Linked DNA regions of Macaca mulatta: regions 1 and 3 are each linked to region 2. A link is a contact called in public Hi-C data. All regions are on one chromosome and are shown on one strand. Each heading gives the region's core, a stretch centred on a gene start, on an enhancer-like site or on the middle of the called end of the contact. The rest is flanking DNA. Distances are from core to core; before and after follow the strand shown. Region 1 holds the start of MFSD14A (major facilitator superfamily domain containing 14A). Region 2 holds the start of SASS6 (SAS-6 centriolar assembly protein). Region 3 holds the start of DBT (dihydrolipoamide branched chain transacylase E2).

The links. Hi-C and Micro-C count contacts between places; a contact is called where the count stands out from the background.
Region 1: a Hi-C map of fetal cortical plate shows a contact between it and region 2, with 4 times the contacts expected there. The contact joins the promoter of MFSD14A here to the promoter of SASS6 in region 2. A contact is called at or near these places in 3 of 14 Hi-C or Micro-C datasets (cortical neurons, fetal cortical plate and liver).
Region 3: a Hi-C map of liver shows a contact between it and region 2, with 2.4 times the contacts expected there. The contact joins the promoter of DBT here to the promoter of SASS6 in region 2. A contact is called at or near these places in 3 of 14 Hi-C or Micro-C datasets (fetal cortex germinal zone, fetal cortical plate and liver).

Annotation. Positions count from the first base shown.
Region 1 is chr1:140,223,236-140,227,877 of T2T-MMU8v2.0, reverse strand. It overlaps MFSD14A (major facilitator superfamily domain containing 14A), which reads left to right and starts at 1,593. Exons shown (of 12, transcript XM_001106724.5): 1 at 1,593-1,814. The coding sequence starts at 1,731. It overlaps SLC35A3 (solute carrier family 35 member A3), which reads left to right. Exons shown (of 8, transcript XM_077952501.1): 8 at 1,271-1,313. The coding sequence ends at 1,298.
Region 2 is chr1:140,128,411-140,132,917 of T2T-MMU8v2.0, reverse strand. SASS6 (SAS-6 centriolar assembly protein) reads right to left here and starts at 2,104. Exons shown (of 17, transcript XM_077952476.1): 1 at 1,908-2,104. The coding sequence starts at 1,972. TRMT13 (tRNA methyltransferase 13 homolog) reads left to right here and starts at 2,320. Exons shown (of 11, transcript NM_001266714.1): 1 at 2,320-2,472. The coding sequence starts at 2,326.
Region 3 is chr1:140,011,610-140,016,276 of T2T-MMU8v2.0, reverse strand. It overlaps DBT (dihydrolipoamide branched chain transacylase E2), which reads right to left and starts at 2,698. Exons shown (of 11, transcript NM_001261277.1): 1 at 2,611-2,698. The coding sequence starts at 2,661.

The DNA of each region.
Region 1 (4,642 bases), core at 344-2,843, 95 kb before region 2:
ATATAACTAGAAGTGTCTATCAGGCTATAAAGTGCCTTTCTTCTCCCTTCCATGGAAATTAGTTTTTTTCCATTTTCAGTCAGTATGAAAATACAAGGAACAGGAAATTCAATCAAATTTACTTTTTAACATTTTATTTGGAAATAATTTCAAACTTACAGAAAAGTTGCAAAAAGAGTACAAAGAACTCATACATTCGTTTACTCTGTTTTTCCTTTTACCCTATACGTTAGTAATTTATAGCTGTGTAACAACCCAAAGCTTAGTGGCTTACACCAAGTACTTTCATCTTACACTGTTTCTGAGTCAGGATTCCAGGAGTGGCTAAGCTGGGTGGTCCTAGCTCCAAGCCTCTCATGAAGTTGTAGTCAGCTAAAGGCTTGACCAAGGTTGGAGGATCTACTTCCAAAGTGACTCACTCCGTGGCATTTGGTAGGAGGCTACATACAGTTCCTGGACAACTGGCTCTCCACAGGCTGCTTGAGTGTCCCGAAAACATGGAAGCAGGCTTCCCCAGGCTCCAAGCCCCAAAATGAATGAAAAAGAGACCTGCAAAGAGGCAGTGCCTTTTATGACCTAGACTCTGAAGTCAATACTGTCACTTCTGTTTTGATCTATCAAGAGCCACGAAGCCTAGTCTACACTCAAGGGGAGGGGAATTAGAGTCCATCTCTTCCAGGGAGGAGTATCATTGAATCTGTGAACATATCTTAGAACTAACATACCTAGCTTCAGTACTTTTAAACATTTGCCATTTTGCTTGGTCCCTCTCTTTTCCCCACCTATATATACATACCCATACATGCTACTCCCTAACCATTTGAGAGGAGGGAGCATGCGTTGTATCCCTATCCCTTGTGTTTCGCTCTTAAACGATATTCTATTATACAACACGGTAGTTATCAATATCTAATTTTAACATTGTGACACTTTAAAGTCCACTTCCACTTGTGTAAATTGCTCTAACAATGTTCCCATCAAATTTATTTATTTTTAAACAATACAGTAAAAACGTAGAGGGTTACACAGTGTGACATCGGTCACATATATATATATATATATATATATATATTTTTTTTTTTTGGTAGAGAATAAAAAAAGGTCCCGGGTCTAGGGAGGTAAACAAGCGTGAGCTAAGTTCTAGCGGGGGTCCCTGAGCACCAAAAGGACAAGACAGTTTCTGAAACACTACCTTATCTTTATCTTTTAAGTTATCCATTACTTATGGAAAATGATTTCTTTTTTACTGTTCCCTTCGGTTCCTGTCTAGATTAGAACACAGCTGGAGATTGTGCTAATAGCTTAGGACGTCTGTTTCCGTGAGCAGGTAACAACTTTTTGAAACAAATTCCCTCATCCGCTGAAGAAGGGGGACAGTAACGGCCCCTATCGCCCAGAACCGTTGTGAGGATTTAGCTAGCTGGTGACGCCGACGCACGGAGTTGTACAGGTAGCCAGCAGCACCCACAGCCGCAGCTACTCTACCCGCTCCGCAACTGTAGAGCTGGCCGGCAGGCGAGCGGGCGGGGCGGCATCACGTGGACGGGGCGGGGCGCGCTAGTCGGCTGATCGCACGATTGTGACGCGCCGCCGGAGGCAGGCCGGGCCCTCAAGATGGCGGCGGGCGCCAGGAGCGGCTCGGCCCGGCAGTAGTAGTGGGACGGCACTAGCCGCTGGGGCCGGCCGCCCCGGGAGTGGCTGCAGCAGCGCCCGGAATCGAGGATGGTAAAATGACCCAGGGGAAGAAGAAGAAACGGGCCGCGAACCGCAGTATTATGCTGGCCAAGAAGATCATCATTAAGGACGGAGGCACGGTGAGCTGAGTTCCGCGCCGGCAAGCGTCCCTCGGGGCCCCCATCCGGTCTTTCCTTCAGACCCCAACACTGTCGTCTCTAGGCGCCCCGGTCCCCCCGCCTTCCCCCACCCTGTCCCCGGTGCCGGTGCCTCGGGCTCGCGGACCTGCATGCCGCCGCTCCGGGAATCGTCCTCCCCTCCTCGGGCCTGTGGCGTCCGGGGCCCGTCCTCTTTCTCTCCCGCACCTGCCGCCCTCTGCTCCGGCCGCCTCTGCAGGCCCTGCGGCCTCGAACCCCACGTGCGCCTCCGCCGCGGCTCCCCCGGCGGCCCGCCCGACCGCCGCGCCCCTTGTCGCCGCAGCCTCGCCTCGCATCACCCGCCAGGCCCCGCGGAGCCGTCGCCGCGCCTGTCAAGGGGCTGGGAACCATCCCTGCTCTCCCATATGTTGCTAACCGGGTAGCGTCTGGCACTGGGATCCCGCTGCGGCCCCGTAGTACGTTCGCTTTCTGTTACCACGTCTGTGCGTCGGTGCTTCGGCTCTGGGCTGCTTACAGTAAACCCTGTCCGGAGGTGGGCTTCCCTCTCTTCCCGGAGTCGGAAGCGTGACGGCAGACACCTGGGGCCTACATTCGAACCCGCTACTTTTCAAAGAAAAGTCATCACTCTGTGCCCTACGATTAAAAGTACTAGAATCAATCATGGCCTAGGGATCAGAGGAAGACACTTTGAAAGGAAGAAAGGTTTGCTTTTTAGAAACAGTTGTCATCACAGTAAACTTTGTGCAGTGTGCTGTAGTTAACCAGCAGGGGACGTAGGATTTTTAATTGAAAAAAAAACAAAAAAAACCTCCAAAACTATGCTTTTTATGCTAACATTTCTCAGTTGCTACACTCTGTCGTCTTTGTTGCATCTGCTGATACCGCGTTCTGAAATAGAATGGAAAGGTGATATATATGTTTCACTTACCTGAAGTGTGCAGAAATGGTTCCATTAATTCCATTTCTGTTTATATCTTATTGGAGCCCTGATCAACTGCTAGCACAGTACTAAATATGTATATAAGTAGGCCACCATTGAGGATTTGCTGAATTCAGCTGAAAAACATAACAAAATTGTATGACATTTCAGAACACGGCCCAGTCAATATGCGAAAGTTTAGAAAACTTGGGACATATGTAATGACTTCAGAATATATTTTTAGTTTAACTGTAACATTTATTACATGTTATAGCGTTGACATTTATTGAAAAAACAAACTTGGAAATTCCTTAGGTTCTTTTTATTGAACTTCATTAATTAAAACATTAATTAGATCTGTTATGAAGAGTCATAGTTCTTTTGACCAAGTAGTTAAGAACTATGTGGGGAGAAAAATACTGTTGCCTTTGTCAACCTTTAGAAAGATACAGTATTTTACATTCTTCATAAAATCTACAAAATAGTGAAAATGAAGGATTGTATTTTGTAAGACCAAGTGATATTTAAGATCAGTATTTTTTGCAAAATGTAAGAAGGAAACTCTGATTAAGAAACACAGCTTCCTTTTCCTTGAAAAGTTCAGTTTTGTTACCTTTCTTTTGGGTTTTATTTGATTTACTTTACAGCAGATGCTCTCTTTCCAAATCCTGTGAGTTTTGGAAAGGATTGTTTTTGAACTTTCTTGTCCTGTTATTAAGGTTGTAATTAATTCTTAGCCTGCTTTGGGACACAAAATAAAATGTTTGCACCAGCAGTAGGTTTCACATAGAACAAGGGAAGACTTTCCTTGAGGGCTGTGAACATGGGGCTATTATCATTCTCATCTTTATACACTTAATATTTCATTATCTATTCTAAGAGCACTGGGCATTCCTTTAGAATAGGGGCTTTGTTTTTTATGTTTGAATCCCACAGGGCCTAGTATGTGAATTTTAAAGTGATAAAAACACTTATGTTTTGTACTAGCACATTCATACATGAATTTTTATTGTAATTTTGTTTATTCATATACATAATTAGAGGATATATTTCAATAAATGTCAGAGGAATATTTTGCATTATTTGTATTTTAATCCATCCCAGCTTTAAATTTAAAAAATACAACTATTGCAATCATAGAAATTATTGTAAAGTGGTAGTTGCTTGTCTACCTCCCTACTTACAACAGGTCAGACTGCTATTATGAACTTTTTTTTTTTTTGAGACGGAGTCTCACTCTGTTGCCCAGGCTGGAGGAGTGCAGTGGCACAATCTCATCTTACTGTAACCTCCGCCTCTTGGGTTCAAGTGATTCTCCTGCCTCAGCCTTCTGAGTAGCTGGGACTACAGGCACGTGCCACCACACCTGGCTAATTTTTTACATTTTCAGTAGAGATGGGGTTTCACCATATTGGCCAGGCTGGTCTTGAACTCCTGACCTCATGATTTACCCACCTAGGCCTCCCAAAGTGCAGGGATTACAGGTGTGAGCCACCGTGCCCAGACTGAACATTTTTTAAGAAAGGGAAAAAAATTGTCATTTGATATTCTGTTCTTGTGTGTTTTTTAATTCATCGTATCATAGAATATTTTAGTGCTATTGCCATTGACCTCAGAGTTTCAGAGTTTTTACAAAGTTCCACCAGTAGGTAGATTCATTCAGTCAGATGTCTGAGGCTCTATGGTCGGTACGTGACAGGTTGTGAACAGTATTTCACATACCTGGTCAATGGTACTGATTTGATCCCCTTCTAATTTCTTGTCAACAATGTTAATAAAATTCTTTCCCGTTGTCCTGCTAATGACATATATATAAGCCTATTTGGCCAGTTTAAACATTTATAAACAAAACTAGTAAGAGTTGTTAATGATTTGTCTGAAAATTAGAGCA
Region 2 (4,507 bases), core at 855-3,354:
AAAAGCAGCTACAATTTGTAAACAAATGAGCATGGTTGTGTTTCAAGAAAAGTTTATTTACGAAAACAGTGAGACATCTGGCCCATGTGCTCCAGTTTGCTGACCCCTACTATCAGATAATAGGAATATATTAAAGGTTTCTAAGCAGGGAAATTGAGTTTTAAGATTAACTGTGATGGCAATGTAACCAGAAAGAGACCATCTAGGAGTTTCCATATTGAAACCAAAGTCATGGCCCCCTTTATCTTTCTATAATCATTCTAAAACAGTGTTGTCCAATGGAGATACAATGCAAGCCACAAACGTGAGCCAGATACGTAATTTTAATTTTTTTCATTTTCTTTTTTTTTTTCAGAGACAGGGTCTCACTCTGTCACCCAGGCTGGAGTACAGTGGCGCAATCACAGCTCACTGTAACCTCAAGCTTAGGCTCAAGCAATCCTCCCGCCTTGGCCTCCTAAAAGTGCTGGGACCACAGGTGGGAGCCACCACACCTAGCCTACTTTTAAATTTTCTAGAAGTCACATTTTAAAAAAAACTTTTAAAAGCAGTGAATTAGTATATACTATATACTAATATATAATAGTATAACAATACATTATTACTGTTAATAATACATTGTATTTAACCTAATATACCCAAAAATATTGCCATTTAACACATAATATAAAAACTGAGATATTTTACATTCTTTTTTCATAGTAAGTCTTAAAAATCCAACGTGCATTTTCAAACGTAAAGCACAACAATTCAGATAAGCCCCATTTCAAGTGTCTAATAACCACATGTGGCTAGTGGTTACCATACTGGACAGCATTAAAAGAATGATCAACTAAACCTACAGATCTCCATATGCAGCTGCTGGTTTTGGTACCATCTCCTCGACCGGCTTGCCACTGATTTTTGACCGAATTCTGAACTATATGTACCACAGTTTGACATTACCAGCAACTCAATAAGGCAATGTCTTCATTTCATTTTTTATGTTACATTTATACACCACTTAGTTTTCACATACGATTTCACACCTGATCCTCATTACAAACACGTGAATACGCACGTTATATCAGTTTTACAAATGAGGAAAGAACGTTCAAAGAAAAAAGAGACAACTATTGAGTGTTGGAACTGAGAAAAAAAATTAAGCCTCCTGACCTCTGGTCAACTCTATTTACGCCCCAACAAAACCACCTTCTTAATCAAAGTTGAACTTCTCTGTGCGACTGGTCTTTATTTCCTCCAGTGATTGTAAACTCCATGAAAAACAGGACTGTTTTTCCTGACCACTGTATTCCCAGTGCCCAGCAAGGTGTTTTACAAGGAGCCAATATTTACTGAATGAATTAATTAATGACGTTTCTGATTTTCTCATTGTTAGTCGGTTAAATGTAATTTACTTTTTTTTAAAGCAACTGATGTGAAGAGCCAAAGTACGCCACCAAATTGGTAGGTTTTTAAAAGTTGAATCTTACTGCCAACATACTCTCAAAAGAGAACGGGGAGAAAAGGCTCCGAGCCAAGGCCTGAGTTCTAGCGCTGACCCTGCCATGAATTGGCTGTGAGCCCTCACGTAATTTTTTTTTAACTTCTCTGGGCCAGAGTTCTTATCTGTCAAAAGGGAAGAGTAGGGCTATAATCTTCACGATTCCGTCCACAGCTAGGGTTTTTGACATTAATTTGATGTGTGCCGGCTTCCTATTTCCTCACAGCCCTCCTCCAGACCCCTCTGCAACGGCCGACTTGGCGAGAGAGGTAACCACTGGGCCCTCTGGGTTCCCTATCCGCTTCCTAGGGGGGCCGACTCGACACCTAGGTGCAAGGCGGAGCCCACTGGCCGGAACCGCCATCTTTCCCCATTGGCCTGACCCCAACCGCCACCCGCGGGCACTGGATGACGCGCTCCTTACCTCTCCTCGCAGTCTTTGCATTTCACCTGCAACGGGACTAGTTGGTGGAACAGAACTTGGCTCATGTTGGCTCGCTGTCCCGGCTGGTGTGCGGAAAAGCCCAACAGGCCCGGCCCTCGGACCTAGCCCGAGAGGCGTCCGGGTCCTGATAGAGTTTGAGTTTGGCGCTCGGCTTCTGCGGAGGAGGCGGGGAGAGTGAAACGAGGGAAAGACGTAAGAGACTTGGCCCTCGCCAGCCACCATCGGATTCTTCCGGTTCTGTGGAGGATAAGGGGAAGACGGTTGTGGTAGTTCCGGGCATTAACTTGTGTGGCGGGAGCTGAGGCAGCCATGTTTGTTAAGGGAAGGGGACCCGAAGGAAGCTGACAACTTTTCTTCTGGTTGCCGGGTGCTGGACAACCAAAGTCAGCCCTGAATTATGGCGACCTCCGCGTCGTCGCCGCACGCGACTGGTTTTCCAGCTGAGGGTAGATGCGGTTACTATGTGGAAAAGAAGAAACGGTTCTGCAGGATGGTGGTGGCCGCAGGGAAAAGATTTTGTGGTGAACACGCTGGAGCCGCGGAGGTGTGGTATCGCCTTACTCTCTCCAGAGTCGGAAATAAGTATCCTGGTCCTGTCGGTGCTGGAACCCGGCCCCTCCCCTCTTTGACAGGTTTCTGCTTGTGTCCCCCGGATCCTCCAGCTTTCACTTTAGTAAACCCAGTTTTGCCCTCCTTGCCGACCGATTATGAGTTCTAGTGATGAGAAATGTTTTAGTTTACCAAGCAAAGCGCCGGCAGCGACCCATTTATCTTGATCTTAACTCATGGTAATGCTAGGTTTTAATTTTACCCCAAGCTACCGCTCCGTCTCCCTGCTGGAAAGTGGTAGTTTAGAAAAAGCAGTGATTGAAGTCCCGAAGGTTTCACTAGTTGTGTTCTAATTGTTATTTCGTGAAAGAGAAGCACTTCTCGTGAATGCGGTTGGAAAAAACTTTCTTTTAAAAATTTAGACTTGAGGCCCGGCGCGGAGGCTCACGCCTGTAATCTCAGCACTTAGGAAGGCCGAGGCGGGCGGATGACTTGAGGTCAGGAGCTCGAGACCAGCCTGGCCAACACGGTGACATTTCTCTCTCTACTAAAAATAAGATCAGCTGGGCGTGGTGGCGCGCGCCTGTAACCCCAGCTACTCGGGAGGCCGAGGCAGGAGAATCACTTGAACCCAGGAGGTGGAGGTGGCAATAAGCCAAGATCACGCCACTGCATTCCAGCCTGGGTGACAGCCAGACTGAATCTCAAAAAAGAAAAAAAAACATGTTTTTTTCGACTTACAGTTTTTAAGAATGCAACTTTGCTGGAATAGGAAGGAAAGATTTTTAAATATATACGAATTGACCTTTTACAACTGAAAACAAAGCATACAATTTTGTTTGATAATAGTTATGCATATAAATGTACTATAACACTGTATATTTGTATGTATGTATATTACTTTAGGATATATGTGAGATGGGAAAATAAAAACCAGAGGAGCAAAATGCTGATAGGAAGAGAGCATGTCTAATAGAACTATAAAGAATAAACCAAAGCGATCAGCATCTGATTTCATGCTTCTGAATGTCCAGTATTATTTGCATTATTTTATTTCTTAAGGAGTTTATTCTTCTAGACAATATCCAGTGCAGATCAGTCCCCTGACCCCCTTCATCTGCCACTCCCTATCGTAGTTATAGCCTACTTCCTATTTTGTTTTGACTGGCATTTACCAAAAGTGAAGCATACTGAAAAAAGGACATTCTTGTTATGGAATATGGGAGACGTGACTTGCTGTGGGAACTCTGAATTATGCCCATAGTCGTATTAACTGGTCTTGAGGGGACTGGCAAACATCCGTTGTTGAAGAAGGAGAGTTATGATAGGAGAATGATTTAGACTCCACCTTATCCAGATATATGGAAGACGAATACAAATGGTGATGATAGTAGAATACGAATAAATCCTTACAAGCCGATCAGTATTCCTAGAGAGGAACGACATATCGTCGTTAGCCCCTTGAAGAGAGACTGCAAAACATCAAGTGGAAACACTTTTCATGACTACTATCTGGTTTTAAATTGTGGCTATCCTCCTGAATCTGTAATTTATAACTGAATGTTGTGTTTCCATCTTTTTTTCTAAGTGTCATATGTAGCTGTGATGACACCACTTTAACTCATTTTTACGCAGTGGTTCTCGACAGGGATTGATTTTGTTCCCAGTGGACACTTGGCAAAATGAAGACATTTTGGTTGTCAAACTGAAGAGTATCACTGACATCTAATGGATAGAGACCAGAAATGCTGCTAAACCTCCTACAAATCACGGGACACCCCCTGCACTCACCCCCTCAAAAGAATCACCAGCCCAAAACATCAGTAGTGCCAAGATTCAGAATTCCTGTTTCTAAATTCAACTAATAAATTTTAAATGTGCTTTTTTTTCCCCTATGCTATGGTTAGGCTTTGGGGGTTAGAAGAGTCTTTTACATGGAGGTTAGGATTTAAAGCCAGCAATAAGGAAGAAATAATAACACAGTTTATTGAATATACAATATTTTCCAAAAAAATGAAAATTTATTAGTT
Region 3 (4,667 bases), core at 1,449-3,948, 120 kb after region 2:
GCAGTTTTAAGCAAGAAAATGACATTATCAAATGTCTCTTACTTTATAAGATCACTCTGGCTACACTATGGAGAATGGGTTGGAAAAATGACAAGACCCCTGGAGGCATATAACCCAGTTAAGAAGGGCCAAGAAATCTCCAGTTGAGGGCAGGGTGAAAAAATCATGACTAGATTTCTTCAGAGAGAATTACAGGCTCAAATCAAGAGAAACTGGGCCAGGGCAGTGGCTCATGCCTGTAATCCCAGCACTTTGGGAGGCCAAGGTGGGAGGATGACCTGAGGTCAGGAATTCAAGACCAGCCTGGCCAACATGGCAAAACCCTGTCTCTACTAAAATTACAAAAATTAACCAGGCATGGCAGTGCGTGCCTGTAGTCCCAGCTACTTGGGTGGCTGAGGCAGGAGAATCGCTTGAACCCAGGAGGTGGAGGTTGCATTAAGCCGAGATTGAACCACTGCACTCCAGCCTGGGCAACAGATCAAGACTCCTCCCCAAAAAAAACAAAAACAAAAACAAAAATTAAGAGACACTGGTTTGAGGGTTCAGTTCTAGAGCCTGGGGAGTCTGACCTGCTTTGAAGCTTTATGGCAGACACTGTGAGAAGACTAAAGACAAGCTTTTCTGCTGGGCATGATGGCTTACGCTGTAATCCCAGCACTTTGGGAGGCCAAGGCAGGCGGATCACTTGAGGTCAGGAGTTCGAGACCAGCCTGGCCAACATAGTGAAACCCCGTCTCTACCAAAAATACAAAAATTAGCTGGGCATGATGGCATGTGCCTGTAGTCCCAGCTATTTGGGAGGCTGAGGCAGAAGAATCACTTGAACCTGGGAGGCGGAGGTTGCAGTGAGCCAAGATCGCACCACTACACTCTAGCCTGGGTGACAGAGAGAGACTCCATCTCAAAAAAAAAAAAAGAAAAAGAAAAAAAGAAAAAAAAAAACAAACAAAACACCCAAGTGTTTCTAAGCTCCCTTGTGCTAGCAGTGGCCATGTAACACTGGTCTGGTCAATGAGACTGGAACCTCGTCCTCTTCCTCCTTCCTGCCTTGAACATAAAATAAGAAGTTGTAGCAGCCCTCTTGTAAACAGTAGGAAAAGGACAAATGAACTACTAGGGAAATGACGACATTGATAATCGTAAGCCACTGAACGCGAGCTGACATCTAATTGGGGATGCTCTGTATGCACGGGTAATTTCCTGTTTATTGGTTGGGTTTTTAATTGCAGCTGGAAAACATCACATACATATGAAACTGGAGATTTCCAGGACAGTAGGATATATGGGTTTGGAGTAGACCTGGTTGGAAGACTGGGGAACTTTTGAACTCATCAGCATAGATGGTAACTATATCCAAAGAGTGGATGGGATAACCCAGAAAGTGGGAAAAGTGCAGAGGGCCAAAGTCAGAGCCCTTTAGAAAGAGCAATATTTAAAAGGTGGGTAGGGAAAGAGGATATTAGGATGAAGTGGCCAAATATGAAGAAAGAATAATATTGGGAGACTGGTGTCACAGAAAACAAGAATGGAAAGCTCTAGAAAGAAGAGAGACCAATATATGTAAGTGTTGCTGAGAAGAGCTCTCTTCTCCTGGTTATCTCTTACTTATCCTTCTTAAATCTCAAGTCATACAGTATCCTCTGGGAACTCCTCTGACCCCCAAGTCCGCCATAGGTGTCTACTCCTGTGTGTTCCTGTAGTTCTAGGCACTTGTTCCATCACAGTACTTCTCATGCTGGCTTGTAATTTCTTAATATCTGTCTCCCTCTCCTTTGTCCTCCACCACAAGGTTGTAATCTCTTGAGAAGGAAGATATGATGTCTATTTCATATTTGTATCTCCAGTGCCTAACACAGTACCTGGTACATAGCAGGCTCTTGAAAGTTTTTGTAAGATCGGGGTCACCAAGGCAGGAACATCTAGGGAAAGGGAGAGGGGGCAGGAAGAAGAAACACTAAGCAAATAGGGTGAAATAATATCATTACCGGGATGTGTCAGTGCTTGGTGCTAAGACTGGGAGAAAGAGAGGGAAGTGCAGGGGAGACGGTGGTGGGTCACAGCCTTGGTGACAAAAGGGTAGGAATGGTATGTGGTGCGGACGTAGAAGTACAAGCCAAAAGAGTGAAACACAAGCCGCTCAGTTATTCGGAAGCAGGGCCCCCTGGTGATATTCTATAACTTGAACGGCCTCTTCCTCTACACATTGTAAATTCCTTGAGGGCAGGGGTCGTGTTACCAGTGTTTGGCATACTGTGGGTACGCAATAAATGCTAAACGAATATATCTCTGGATCCACAGCGCCTATCACCAATGCCTGGCATCTGGAAGGGGCTCAATGAAACGCCAGCTGGGCCTCGGTGTACAGATGAAGCAGGAGGACGGCTGAGTCGCTGCAGAAGCGCTTCCAGGTAAGGGGAGGGAGTGGGTCTCCACTCCAGACTAGTCGACTCGCTCCGTTCTCTGCCCTTTATTTTGCATGCATCCCTTCACCTCTCCATCACGCGTGCCCTGGACGCCTGGCACCGGAGGAGAAAGAAACACACCACTCCTGGATGACTCCGGACAAATCACTCCTTCCCGGCCTCAGATCTGCCCAAACCCGCTTACCAGCTTCCCCGCATTCCTGCTCCAGGTTCTCAGCATACGGACTGCAGCCATCTTACCCCGGAAATGACAGCTGCGCCGCAAACCCGAGAGACTCTCCGCGGCGCGACCTATCAGAAGATGGGAGACGCGCCTCCCCCTGGGCGACCAATAGGGAGGGAAGAAACGAGCCTCCCACCCAACAGCCAACCGGGGAGTAGGGCGGGGCCTGAGCTAAAGCCTAAGGTTGGGGACCCCGCGAGGAGGGAAAAGAGCCTGGGGGATGGAGGCGGGGCAGAGGGCAGCCCAAATTTAACACTGCTGTGTAAATACGGATGCACCAGAGATAATCTTTTTAGTGTATGTGATGGGGGAAATAGAGAGTGTTAAGGAAACACAAAGGAAAGGTACTTACCTCAAGAAAGTTATGTTGCAGTAGGACCTGAGGGATGAGGTAGAAAACATTCCTCTTCTTCATTTGTAATGCAACCGCCTGAAGTACAGAAAATAGAATATATCTATATGTTGTAGCAAGGCTCTGGACAACTAGTTGTTTCACAAGTCCATACAGCAGTACTTTCCAATGACTGCCTTTTTTTTTTACTCCCATTTAGTGTTTTTGATTACCAAAATTGGCTAATCAATTTTTTTCATGAAAGATGAACATTACCTAATGTCTAAAATAAACATGTTACCATCTTTCTTTTTACAGATGCTGTCAGATGCAGCTAACTAACATACACAATACATGTCACAGACATATGATCTTGATTTACTTGTCTCTTGAAGAAATGTCAAATTCGGGTCAAGTAGAACTGGTAAAGAAAAGATCAGAACTTTCTTTTAAAAGGCAATCTTCCTCAGAGCAACTAGGAAACCAATTTCTGGAAATGTCCAGGATGACATTAGACTGTTACTGCTTCTTACATGGGAATGAAAATCTGCACAGATGTCTAAGGAATTACAGAGAAAAAAACTAGAACAAATACATTTTAAATCCTCAACATTGAAGATTAGTGGTTATGAAACAAAATCTCAGGTATTTCACAACTTCATTGTTTAATATGACCCAAACACTTTTTCTTCTCATTTGCCATTTTATGTATTACACACCTACACACATACACACACAAAATCACTACAAACAATAAATCTTATTATCTTTTCTGTTTGTTTGTTTGGCAGAGATAGGGTCTCTTGGGCCAGGCGTGGTGGCTCATGCCCATAATTCCAGCACTTTGGGAGGCTGAGGCAGGCAAATGGCTTCAGCTCAGAAGTTCAAGATGGGATCTCAGAAGTTCAAGATGTTGCCAGGCTGGTCTCAAAGTCCTGGTCTCAAGCGGCGATCTTCCCATCTCAGCCTCCCAAAGTCCTAGGATTACAGGCATGAGTCACTGGGCCCGGCCTAAATAGTTATCTTTATCAGAAAATCTAGACTAGTCAAAAGAATTTCAAGTTTTTACATTTCCTTAAAAATGTTTATAGACATTATCAATGTATTTGATAATCCCACAAGCATGTGTTTGTATAAAAAGCAGTGGCAGTTGTACCTTTGAAGTGAATCATCTCCCTTCCAAGGTGCTGCTGTACAACTTTCTTCCCCCTGATTTCCTTTTTAACTATACCTGCTCCTCAGAAGATAACTAGTTTATTTTCCTTTACCGTCTTTTTATCTCAATGGATTCTTGCTTCTATATTCAGTATGTGTCCTTATCTTTCATTCCAGCATCTGGAAAGAAATACACCATCTATTCCCTAGTTAATTCTTTTATTAGAGTTTGAAAGCAACAAAGACCCCATTTCTTCTCTTTTTTTTAATTTAAAAATGACCAGTTATGACCCACCAATTCCACTCCTGGATAGCTATGTAAGAGAAATGACAACAGTGTTCACACAAAGACTTGTATAGGAATAATCATAACAGCATAATAGCTATTCTAGAAATAGCCCAGATGTCCAGTAACAGGTGAATAAACAAAATGTGGTACATCCATATACTGAAATATTATTCATCCTTAAAAATGACTGAATTAGCAATAATTGCTATGACATGGATGAATGTGAAAAAAATATTATGCTAA